Linked DNA regions of Macaca mulatta: region 1 is linked to region 2. The links are chromatin contacts, called in public Hi-C maps. All regions are on one chromosome and are shown on one strand. Each heading gives the region's core, a stretch centred on a gene start, on an enhancer-like site or on the middle of the called end of the contact. The rest is flanking DNA. Distances are from core to core; before and after follow the strand shown.

The links. Hi-C and Micro-C count contacts between places; a contact is called where the count stands out from the background.
Region 1: a Hi-C map of liver shows a contact between it and region 2, with 1.9 times the contacts expected there. The contact joins the promoter of NAXD here to the promoter of LOC106994380 in region 2. A contact is called at or near these places in 2 of 14 Hi-C or Micro-C datasets (cortical neurons and liver).

Annotation. Positions count from the first base shown.
Region 1 is chr17:104,991,979-104,997,147 of T2T-MMU8v2.0, forward strand. It overlaps NAXD (NAD(P)HX dehydratase), which reads left to right and starts at 2,087. Exons shown (of 11, transcript XR_013407747.1): 1 at 2,087-2,429. It overlaps RAB20 (RAB20, member RAS oncogene family), which reads right to left and starts at 2,101. Exons shown (of 2, transcript XM_001082373.5): 1 at 1,651-2,101. The coding sequence starts at 1,822.
Region 2 is chr17:104,952,519-104,957,285 of T2T-MMU8v2.0, forward strand. It overlaps LOC106994380, which reads right to left and starts at 2,484. Exons shown (of 8, transcript XR_013407757.1): 1 at 2,340-2,484. It overlaps RAB20 (RAB20, member RAS oncogene family), which reads right to left. Exons shown (of 2, transcript XM_001082373.5): 2 at 4,740-4,767.

The DNA of each region.
Region 1 (5,169 bases), core at 837-3,336, 39 kb after region 2:
CGAAAGCAGCAGAGGGGCAAATCTTTGTACAAAAGCAAATTAGGTTCCATTTGACTTTGTAGAAAAGCAAATTGGGTTCGTGAAGTGGGTTCGATTTGACTTCTAGAGCATGCGTTCCATCGTTAACAAATGCTCAGTGTGAGGGAGTCAGCTCAGTGAACCTCACCCTGCAGCCTGGGGCGGAAGACAGAATTGGAGCAAAGATCCGGGAAATGCACCTCTTTACCCGGGGACATTGTTTTCACAAGATGATTGCCAATAAACTAGTCACGATGTTAACTGGGATAATAATAATGAAAAAGCAAGCATCAAAGAAGGCAAAAGGGAGGGGGAGAACTGGAAGTACCTCTGTGAGCTTCGTTAATTCAGTTTTAAAGAGAGAATTAATTATCATCTTGTTTATTCAGCATACTGTCGCACCCAAGATGGCAATTTAAGAACTCTGGACGGGGCCTTTGGGTATATGACTTTTTAAAATGCTGACATAAAAGAAGTCAGAACTTTCAGAGTTTCAGGCTTCTAAAAACTCACACTCATTGAAAATGTGTCACACGAATCCAGTTTCTTCACTTACAATATCTTATTCTTTTGTAAGGAGAAGGAAATATATTCCATTGCAATGCTACAATCACCAGTGTTATTTTCCAATGTTAAACAGAAAGCTTGAATTGAGATCTTCTAAGTTGTACTTTTGAAAAGTCACAAATACTACACACTAAAAATAACTCATTACCTATCTTACAAATGCTTCCACCGGAAGTCACTCCAAACCCATATGACGTATCTGAGCCAAGATCAAGCAGAAGATTAACTGTAAAAGGCAGATATGCTCCGGGCTGAGAGGTCCGGAGGCTCCAGTTCTATTTCCTCTCTCCTGAGTAAACCCAGCAGGGGACCACTCTGTGCCTCATTTTACTCTTTCTTAAAAAGGGGCTAATAACACCAGCTCTGCTCACCCCTCAAGTGAATCTTTTTTTTTTTTTTTTTGAGACGGAGTCTGCTCTGTCGCCCAGGCTGGAGTGCAGTGGCCGGATCTCAGCTCACTGCAAGCTCCGCCCCCCGGGTTTACGCCATTCTCCTGCCTCAGCCTCCCGAGTAGCTGGGACTACAGGCGCCCGCCACCTCGCCCGGCTAGTTTTTTGTATTTTTTAGTAGAGACGGGGTTTCACGGTGTTAGCCAGGATGGTCTCGATCTCCTGACCTCGTGATCCGCCCGTCTCGGCCTCCCAAAGTGCTGGGATTACAGGCTTGAGCCACCGCGCCCGGCCTCCCTCAAGTGAATCTTAAAGGAGATCATGTTCCTACGGGTACGTAAAAACTGAAAATACTCAACAAAGCAGCCACCGAGGAGCGTCTCTGGTTCCCAGGGCAGCAGAGCAGGAACGCGGGGCTCGGGAGCAAAGGCCGCTCAGGTACACAAGTGACCAGCGGGTTCTCTGCAAACTGGATTGTCGCTGAGGTCACTGAGTGGCTCAGCAGGCAGAGCTCAGCCCAACCAGCAAGGGAGGACGAGGGGGAAACCCCGAGAAGAAGGCATCTGCTGTCCGAGGCCGGGACCCTGTGCGCGGCCGGGTGCCCTGCTGGAAGCCCCGCGCCCCCGGTCCCCGGCGGAGCCCCAGAGCGGCGTGGCTCAGGCGGCGCCGGCCTCACCTGCGGTGTCCCAGATGGAGATGTTGTAGGAGCGCCACTGCTTCAGGTAGAAGGCGCCGCCCACCGTGCTGACCGTGTCCGGGAAGCGCCGCTCCATATACCGCTGCAGCAGCGACGTCTTCCCCACGTTCATGTCCCCCAGCAGCACAATCTTGCTGTCGGGCTTCCTCATCTTCCCGCAGGAACCCCCGGCGCCCCGCACCCTTTCCCGGAGGCTGGCCGGCTCGTGCGCCCCGCGCGCAGCTGGTGGAGCGGACCCTGGACTCGCCGCGACCCGGTTCTCGGGAACGCTCCGGGACCTTCGCCTCCGGACGCCCGGGAGCGCAAGAGAGGAAGCGCGTGTGCGCGCCCGGGCAGGAGCTGGCTACGGAGCCCGGAGCGCACGTCGGGGGCCCGGACCGCGGCGGCCTCGCCCCGCCCCCCGGGCCCTTTCACCGCCCCGGCCCCGCCCCATCCCCTTCCCCCCACCGCCCCCACCCCGCCCCTGCCGGACCTCGCGCTTTCGCAAGAACGGGAGTTCTCCAGCCGAGGCTCCGGACTGCTGCAGGATGGAAAATGAAAGTTCTGGGAGCACCTTCCGCGTCTCCGCTTCTGCACGGTCGGGGCTGCGGTGCGAGGAGCCTGGCCGCGGGGCCGAGCGAGGTGGAAGGGCCGGGGCCCTTGGGGAACCCCCTTCTCTCTTCCACGCTCCTTTAGGAGAGGAACACGTGAGAGCGTGTTCCTCTCACGCTCGACCCAGCGCCTTTCCAGCTGCGGTCGATTTGCTTCTCCGCGTGCGTGTAAGTGCAACCACCCTCAAGGTCATTGAAAAAGTTTGCTTTAAATGAGCGTCTGCGGAGCCCGTCCTGAGGCTCTCACTGTTAGAGATTAGAGATGGGGGCGCTTTCTAGTGGAGGGTTTTGCTTGTGGAGGATTTTGGTTTTGCTCTTTGACTTTTGCAAGAAGCCTTTTATCCTATTTTGTACCTGAAAAGTGGACAGTCATCTCCATTTATGGCTTGGAATGAAAATTTGACTATGGAAGTTGCAATCGCTACTTGAGAAATATTTCCTCCTTTTTTTTTTTTTTTTTTTTTTTTTTTTTTTTTTTTTTTTTTGACACGGAGTTTTGCTCTTGTTGCCCTGGCTGGAGAGCAGTGCGCGATCTCGGCTCACTGCAACCTCCGCCTTCCGGTTTCAAGTGATTCTCCTGCCTTAGCCTCCCGAGTAGGCGGGATTACAGGCATGAGCCACCATGCCCGGCTGATTTTTGTATTTTTAGTAGAGACAGGGTTTCACCATGTTGGCCAGGCTGGTCTCGAACTCCTGACCTCGTGATCCACCCGCCCCGGCCTCTCAAGTCCTCCTTACTTTTTAGAGTAAACCTTGAAATGCTTTTAAAATATGCAGCGTGTGGAATTTGGTTTGTTGGTTGGTTGGTTGGTTGGGGTTTTTTAGAGAAAATGAGAGGTAGAATGGACTTTAAGTTGAACCCTGGGGACAGTGTCGCTCTGGCCGCTGGCCTGGCTGAGAAAGGCGGTGAGACCCTGAGCAGGTTAAAACCGGTGTCCTGTAAAGGGAAATAGGCCCGTTGCCTCCTTCGGTAGGTGCCCTGAGACTCCGACAAGGCAGGAATGCCAAGGCCTATCATACCTGCTCAGCCCTGGCACGTCAGGTTGCTGAGACTGAGCAGTGTGGGGCTGAGGTGGAAGTGGACCTTCTGGGGCATGGAAAATGCACCAGGAGACCCCGGCTCCTTCTCAGCCAGCACTGCTTCATCCTCAGAACAAATTTCAGTCAATTCGGCATTTATTCAATGCCTGTTGCATGCAAGTGACAACCTAAATAACAGAGAGGATGTCTAAAAGAAAAAGATACTTATTTTGCAATAGAGCATTGCAATAGAAATATGCATGCCATAGTAAACTTGTGCATATTCAGGGAGGCAAAGAAAGCAAAGGTTTTTTAAAAAATAAGGCGGACTGCACAATTGTTTGAAAATAATTATCTGTGGCTACAAAGATCCATAACGAAGGCAATGTCAGTTCGAAGTAGGACAGCCAGTGGCTGGGCCATGTCCTTGCAGGACTTGTTTTTTGTGGGAGATTGCAGTGACCTTTGTGCAAGGTTGCGGTTTTTCCAGAGAGTCCTTTTTGTTACCAGGCACAAGGACCCTCTCTTTGCCGAGCACGGTGGCTCACGTCTGTAATCCCAGCACTTTGGGAGGCTGAGGCAAGTGGATCACGAGGTCAGGAGATGGAGACCATCCTGGCTTACACAGTGAAACCCCGTCTCTACTGGGCACCTGTAATCCCAGCTACTCGGGAGGCTGAGGCAGGAGAATGGCATGAACCGGGAGGCGGAGCTTGCAGTGAGCCAAGATTGCGCCACTGCACTCCAGTCTGAGTGACAGAGCGAGACTCCGTCTCAAAAAAAAAAAAAAAAAAAAAAGAACCCTCTCTTCATGGCCTTCCCTGGCTCTATTTGTCAGGGTTTTCTTAACATTAGTGACTCCATTTCGATTCTGACAATTTTCACACAAGCTACAGTGCCTGGCCTGGGGTGACACAAACATGAATCAGGTTTGGTTCCTGTTGGCCAGGCGCAGTGGCACACACCTGTAATCCCAGCACTTTGAGAGGCTGAGGCAGATGGATCCTTTGAGCCCAGGTGTTCAAGATTAGCCTGGGCAACATGGGCAGACCCCTGTCTCTACAAAAAAGACAGAAAAAATTCGCCATGCATGGTGGTGTGCACCTGCAGTCCTAGCTATTCAGGAAGCTGAAATGGGAGGATCACGTTAGCCCAGGAGGTCAAGAGTGCGGTGAGCCGTGATTGTGCCACTACTGCACTTCAGCCTGGGAGACAATAAGACCCTGTCTCAAAAAAAAAAAAAAAAGTTTCGTTTCTGCCCTGGAGAGGGTCACAATGAAATAGAACGTGAATAGCTTTGTTTAAACAAACTAAACCAAGGCCACAAGGTTGTGAGTAGGTCTAAATGGCCCACTGCACAGGGACAATGAGGATGGGCTGGGACTCGAGCTTGGAGACCAGGTGATCCAACACGGATCAATGTGCACTACCCCCAGCCCCACAGAGTCACTGGCCACAAAGCGAGGAAGCAAAGCCCTGGAATTTCATGAAGCGCACACATCTTTTTGAATGTTGAGACCAAGAGAGGGAAGCGGGTATGAAGGCTGGAGCTCTGACTTTGTTTCTTCATCTGCCAGTCATCCCATCGATCCTGCCCAATCCTGTGTTTGGAGGTGCAAGCGCAGTCCTGCCCAGGAAAGTGCTGGAAGGGTAAAAAGCACCAAACAAACATCAGGGATGGTCTGTGACAGGAGGAGGGGAGAGGGTTCTCATGCTTGTATGACTGGTAATAATGGTCTGGAATCACTTGGATTCCAAGTGGAGCTGATTTCTCCTTTGCACGGGGCCCTGTGCTCATTACACGCTGAGGAGTGCAGCTGGCGGCTCCCTTGCCTCCTTGTTCCTTCTGGGAGCTGAGGCACCTGTGTTTACTGCTGCAGCCTCCTCT
Region 2 (4,767 bases), core at 1,234-3,733:
TCTCCACTGTGTGTGCAGGGTCTCGGCTATGTGTGCAGGGTCTCGGCTGTGAGTGCAGGGTCTCGGCTATGTGTGCAGGGTCTCGGCTGTGAGTGCAGGGTCTCGGCTGTGTGTGCAGGGTCTCTCCACTGTGTGTGCAGGGTCTCGGCTATGTGTGCAGGGTCTCGGCTGTGAGTGCAGGGTCTCAGCTGTGTGTGCAGGGTCTCTCCACTGTGTGTGCAGGGTCTCGGCTGTAAGTGCAGGGTCTCGGCTGTGAGTGCAGGGTCTCAGCTGTGTGAGCAGGGTCTCTCCACTGTGTGTGCAGGGTCTCAGCTGTGTGAGCAGGGTCTCTCCACTGTGTGTGCAGGGTCTCGGCTGTGAGTGCAGTGTCTTGGCTGTGTGAGCAGGGTTTCTCCACTGTGTGTGCAGGGTCTCGGCTGTGAGTGCAGTGTCTTGGCTGTGTGAGCAGGGTTTCTCCACTGTGTGTGCAGGGTCTCGGCTGTGAGTGCAGTGTCTCGGCTGTGTGTGCAGGGTCTCGGCTGTGTGTGCAGGGTCTCGGCTGTGTGTGCAGTGTCTCGGCTGTGCGTGTGTGCAGGGTTTCGGCTGTGAGTGCAGGGTCTCTCCACTGTGTGAGCAGGGTCTCAGCTGTGTATCCACCCCACCGCACCCAGCCCCTCTGTCCTGTTTCAACAGTGAGGCTCGAAAGATCCAGCTCTGCGAAGTGGGAGGATGGAAGACCGCTGCACACTGTGGAGAAGAGGCTGTGCTCCTAATAAGGGCACGTAAGAGGACGAGGGGCGCAGGCCACCCTGCCTGGCCACAGAAAGGAAGATACGAGCCGGACTCCACCAACCAGGTCTGGGAGGATCTGTGCCTTTGAAATCCTCCAAACACCCGGAGGCCACCCTACTGCACTTCCACCAGGGTCTCTGGGTCCGGGTCCCACTCTTCTTCCTCCTTCAGAGGTTTGTGGTCATTGCTCAGTAGGGACTCAGCCTGGTTAGAGTCTCCTAGGAGCACGGAGTGAAGGCCCAGCCCACAGCCATTGCCCCTTCTCTCTGGAAGACAAGTACCATCTCCGTGTCTCATGGGGTCTGTCTCATGGGCCTTGAGCAGCAGCTCGCCTCTGCTGGAGAGATCCATGTGCTGGGAGCACCCGTGTGCTATGGGGATCCGAGTGCTGGGAGGGACCCATGTACTAGAGGGACCCGTGTGCTGGCGGGAACTGTGTGCTGGGGGGACCCATGTACTGGAGGGACCCGTGTGCTGGGGGGAACTGTGTGCTGGGGGGACCCATGTACTGGAGGGACCCGTGTGCTGGGGGGAACTGTGTGCTGGGGGGACCCATGTACTGGAGGGACCCGTGTGCTGGGGGGAACTGTGTGCTGGGAGGACCCATGTGCTCGGAGGACCTATATGCTGGGGGGATCCATGTACTGGGGGGATCCGTGTGCTGGGGAGATCCGTGTACTGGGGGGATCCATGTGCTAGAGGGACCCGTGTGCTGGGAGGACCCGTGTGCTGGGGAGAACCGTGTGCTGGGGAGAGCCGTGTGCTGGGGAGAGCCGTGTGCTAGGGGGATCCGTGTGCTAGGGGGACCCGTGTGCTAGAGGACCCATGTGCTAGGGGGACCCGTGTGCTAGAGGACCCATGTGCTGGGGGGACCCGTGTACTGGGGGAATCTGTGCTAGAGGAACCCGGTGCTGGGGGGATCTGTGTGCTGGGGGGGGGGCCGTGTACTGGGGGGCACCGGTGTGCTGGGGGGATTCGTGTGCTAGAGGGACCCATGTACTGGGGGGCACCCGTGTGCTGAGGGACCCATGTGCTGGGGGGAGCCCATGTACTGGGGGGATCCATGTGCTGGGGGGAGCCCATGTACTGGGGGGCACCCGTGTGCTGGGGGACCCATGTGCTGGGGGGAGCCCATGTACTGGGGGGATCCATGTGCTGGGGGGAGCCCATGTACTGGGGGGCACCCGCGTGCTGGGGGATCCATGTGCTAGAGGGACCCATGTGCTGGGGGGATCCATGTGCTGGGGGGAGCCCATGTACTGGGGGGCACCCGTGTTCTGGGGGGATCTGTGTGCTGGGGGGAGCCCATGTACTGGGGGGCACCCATGTGCTGGGGGGATCTGTGTGCTGGGAACATTCATGTGAGGTTGTTTTCCTGGCACAGCAGGGGCTGTTTAAACCAGGAAGTTGGGTCCAGAAATGGCAACATCATACTCTTTAAGAAACCAGGCCTGGGAGCCTGGGGAAGGGGACATTCTGACTGACAGCACCTAGATTACCACATACCCAACCCCAAGACTCCCTGACACCACCGCCAGGGACGAAGCTTCAAGGGCACCAGGAAATACCTGAATATGAGGTGTCATTGAGGAAAGGGTTCTCATCTGCACGGGGACACAGACAGCTGGAAATGTGCAGAAGGGAGCTCCGAGACCACATGCCGCCATTAACCCCGGACCGTCACTTGCTCTTCTCCTCCCTGGAGTGGCTGCTCTGCACAAAGGAAAGACGGATGCTCGAGGTCACGCGCTCAAACCCACACCCAGTGGGGAAATCTGCGCCATCTCCAACGGCTGAGTTGCCCAACTGAGAGATTTCAAGCTTTCCAAGAACTGACGTGGTTTCTGGAAGGAAACGGGCCACATGAGCCAGGCTGGCATCCGAAGTCCACTTGGAATGCAGCCTACGACACAGGGTACCTGTGGCACACCGTCATTGAAACTGTCCCAATCGCTCAGCTCCAGGAAGGGCTGAGGAGAGAGTGACTGCTCAGTGAGATGTGCCGAATGAATGAACCCCTCATGCCCTTACAAAAGCACTTGTAAGGGCAGCTGGAAGTTCTAGCATAGGAGAGACTGCAGCACCAACTGCTCAGAGGAACTCGTTTAAAAGGAGCCCACAGGGATGCTTATTTTTAGGACAACACGTACAGGATGAAATGCTTAAACAGAGTTGATGGAGAATGTGCCACCCGTGGGCACCGTACCCGGAGCACACAGCCCCTCGAGGAAACAAGCTGTCGGGTGCCCAGAGCAGATGGGAAATCGAATCCAAGAATGTTCAGAAAGAACAGGCCTCAGGCATTCATACAGCCCTCCCTGCCTTCAAGCACCAACTGCAAAGACAATGCCGTATGATACTTTCTCTCCCTCCACAGCCTTCAGATAAAGACTCTGGCCTGGTCAGAGCTCATGCTTATGATCCCAGCATTTTGGGAGGCCGAGGCAAGAGGATTGCGTGAGCCCGGGAGTTCCAGACCAGCCTGGGAAACACAGCAAGACCTCATCTCTACAAAAAATAAAAATAAAAAATTAGCCAGGTGTAGTGACACAGCCCTGTAGTCCCAGCTACTCAGACTGAGGTGGGTGGATCACTTGTGTTCAGGAGTTTGAGGCTGCAGTGAGCTGAGATTGTGCCACTGTACTCCAGCCTGGGCAACAGAGTGAGACTCTGCCTCAAAAAAAAAAAAAAAAAAAAAAGATTCCAAAGTCTCTTTGGTTAGCATATTTCCTAGATGTGTCACTAGTAAAGATGCACTTTATAGAAAATGAATATAACTTCTGTCCCTAAGTGGTATATTCAGCCAAGTCAATAAAAAGTCATGAGTCAGGCTGACCTGTGTTCACTTCTCAATGGGCTGCTATTGCGAAACTGAAGTTTTAAATCTGAAACCGCATCTCAGCGGGGCTGAGGACCTGCAATCGCAGGGGTTGCCTCAGTGCTTCCTCCTGGGGTCCAAGCTCCCTTCCTTGCCTGAAAAGCACTCACTCCACAGGAGCAGAGAAGTTAGGCCTGCAGCAGCCCAGAAACCGGAGAGCACAGGCCTTCAGCAAATTAGGAACAGCTCCCCAGAAAACAAAGCACCCCTGTAATCCCAGCATGTTGGGAGGCTGAGTTGGGAGGATCGCTTGAGTTCAAGGATTTGAGACCAGCCTGGGCAACATGGCAAAACTCCATCTCTACAAAAAAAAAAAAAATTTACTGGGACATGGAGGCGCATGCCTGTAATCCCAGCTACTTGGGAGGCTGAGGTGGGAGAATTGCTTGAACCCCGGAGGTACAGGCCGCAGTGAAAGATCACGCCATGGCACTCCAGCCTGGTGACAGAGCAAGACCCTATCACAAAAAAAAAGAAGAAAAGAAAGCAAGAGAGAGAGGGAAGGAAGGAAGGAAGGAAGGAAGGAAGGAAGGAAGGGAGGGAGGTAGGGAGGAAGGGAGGGAGGGGAGGGAGGGGAGGGAGGGGAGGGAAGGGAGGGAAGGGAAGGATGGAAGAAAGAAAAACAGCACTCATGAAACCCGCTGCCCAGCGCCATCCACCCCATGTTGCCTCCCAACACATAGCCCCGACCCCGGCCTGCTTTCGTTCAGTCACATTTCTGGGAAAACAAATCTACTGTCTCCCGGCGTCTCTGTCTGGCATCTTCCAATAAAGTAGCCACCCCATGGCCAGCAGCAGCAGACCCGAGGGGGGTTTCTGATTCAGAGACCTGGGTGCTCGGGTGCCCCACACTTCAGCAGAACCAGAGCTTTTAGCTTTGCTACTATTATTGGAATTCAAGTCATCAAGAAAACTAGGCAGATGGGCCAATCTAAATATTCTGCAATTGGTAAGGATTTCACACAGCTTCCGCAGAAAGAGAGACGTATCTCAAGTTCGCAGCCATCTCCCCAGCGCCCCCCACCCTACCCCAAAAAGAGTCCCTGGGACTGGGGGTGCAAATGAAGTCAGTTCAGTCTCAATACTCAAGTGTTTCCCAAAATCCTCTTTAATAATAC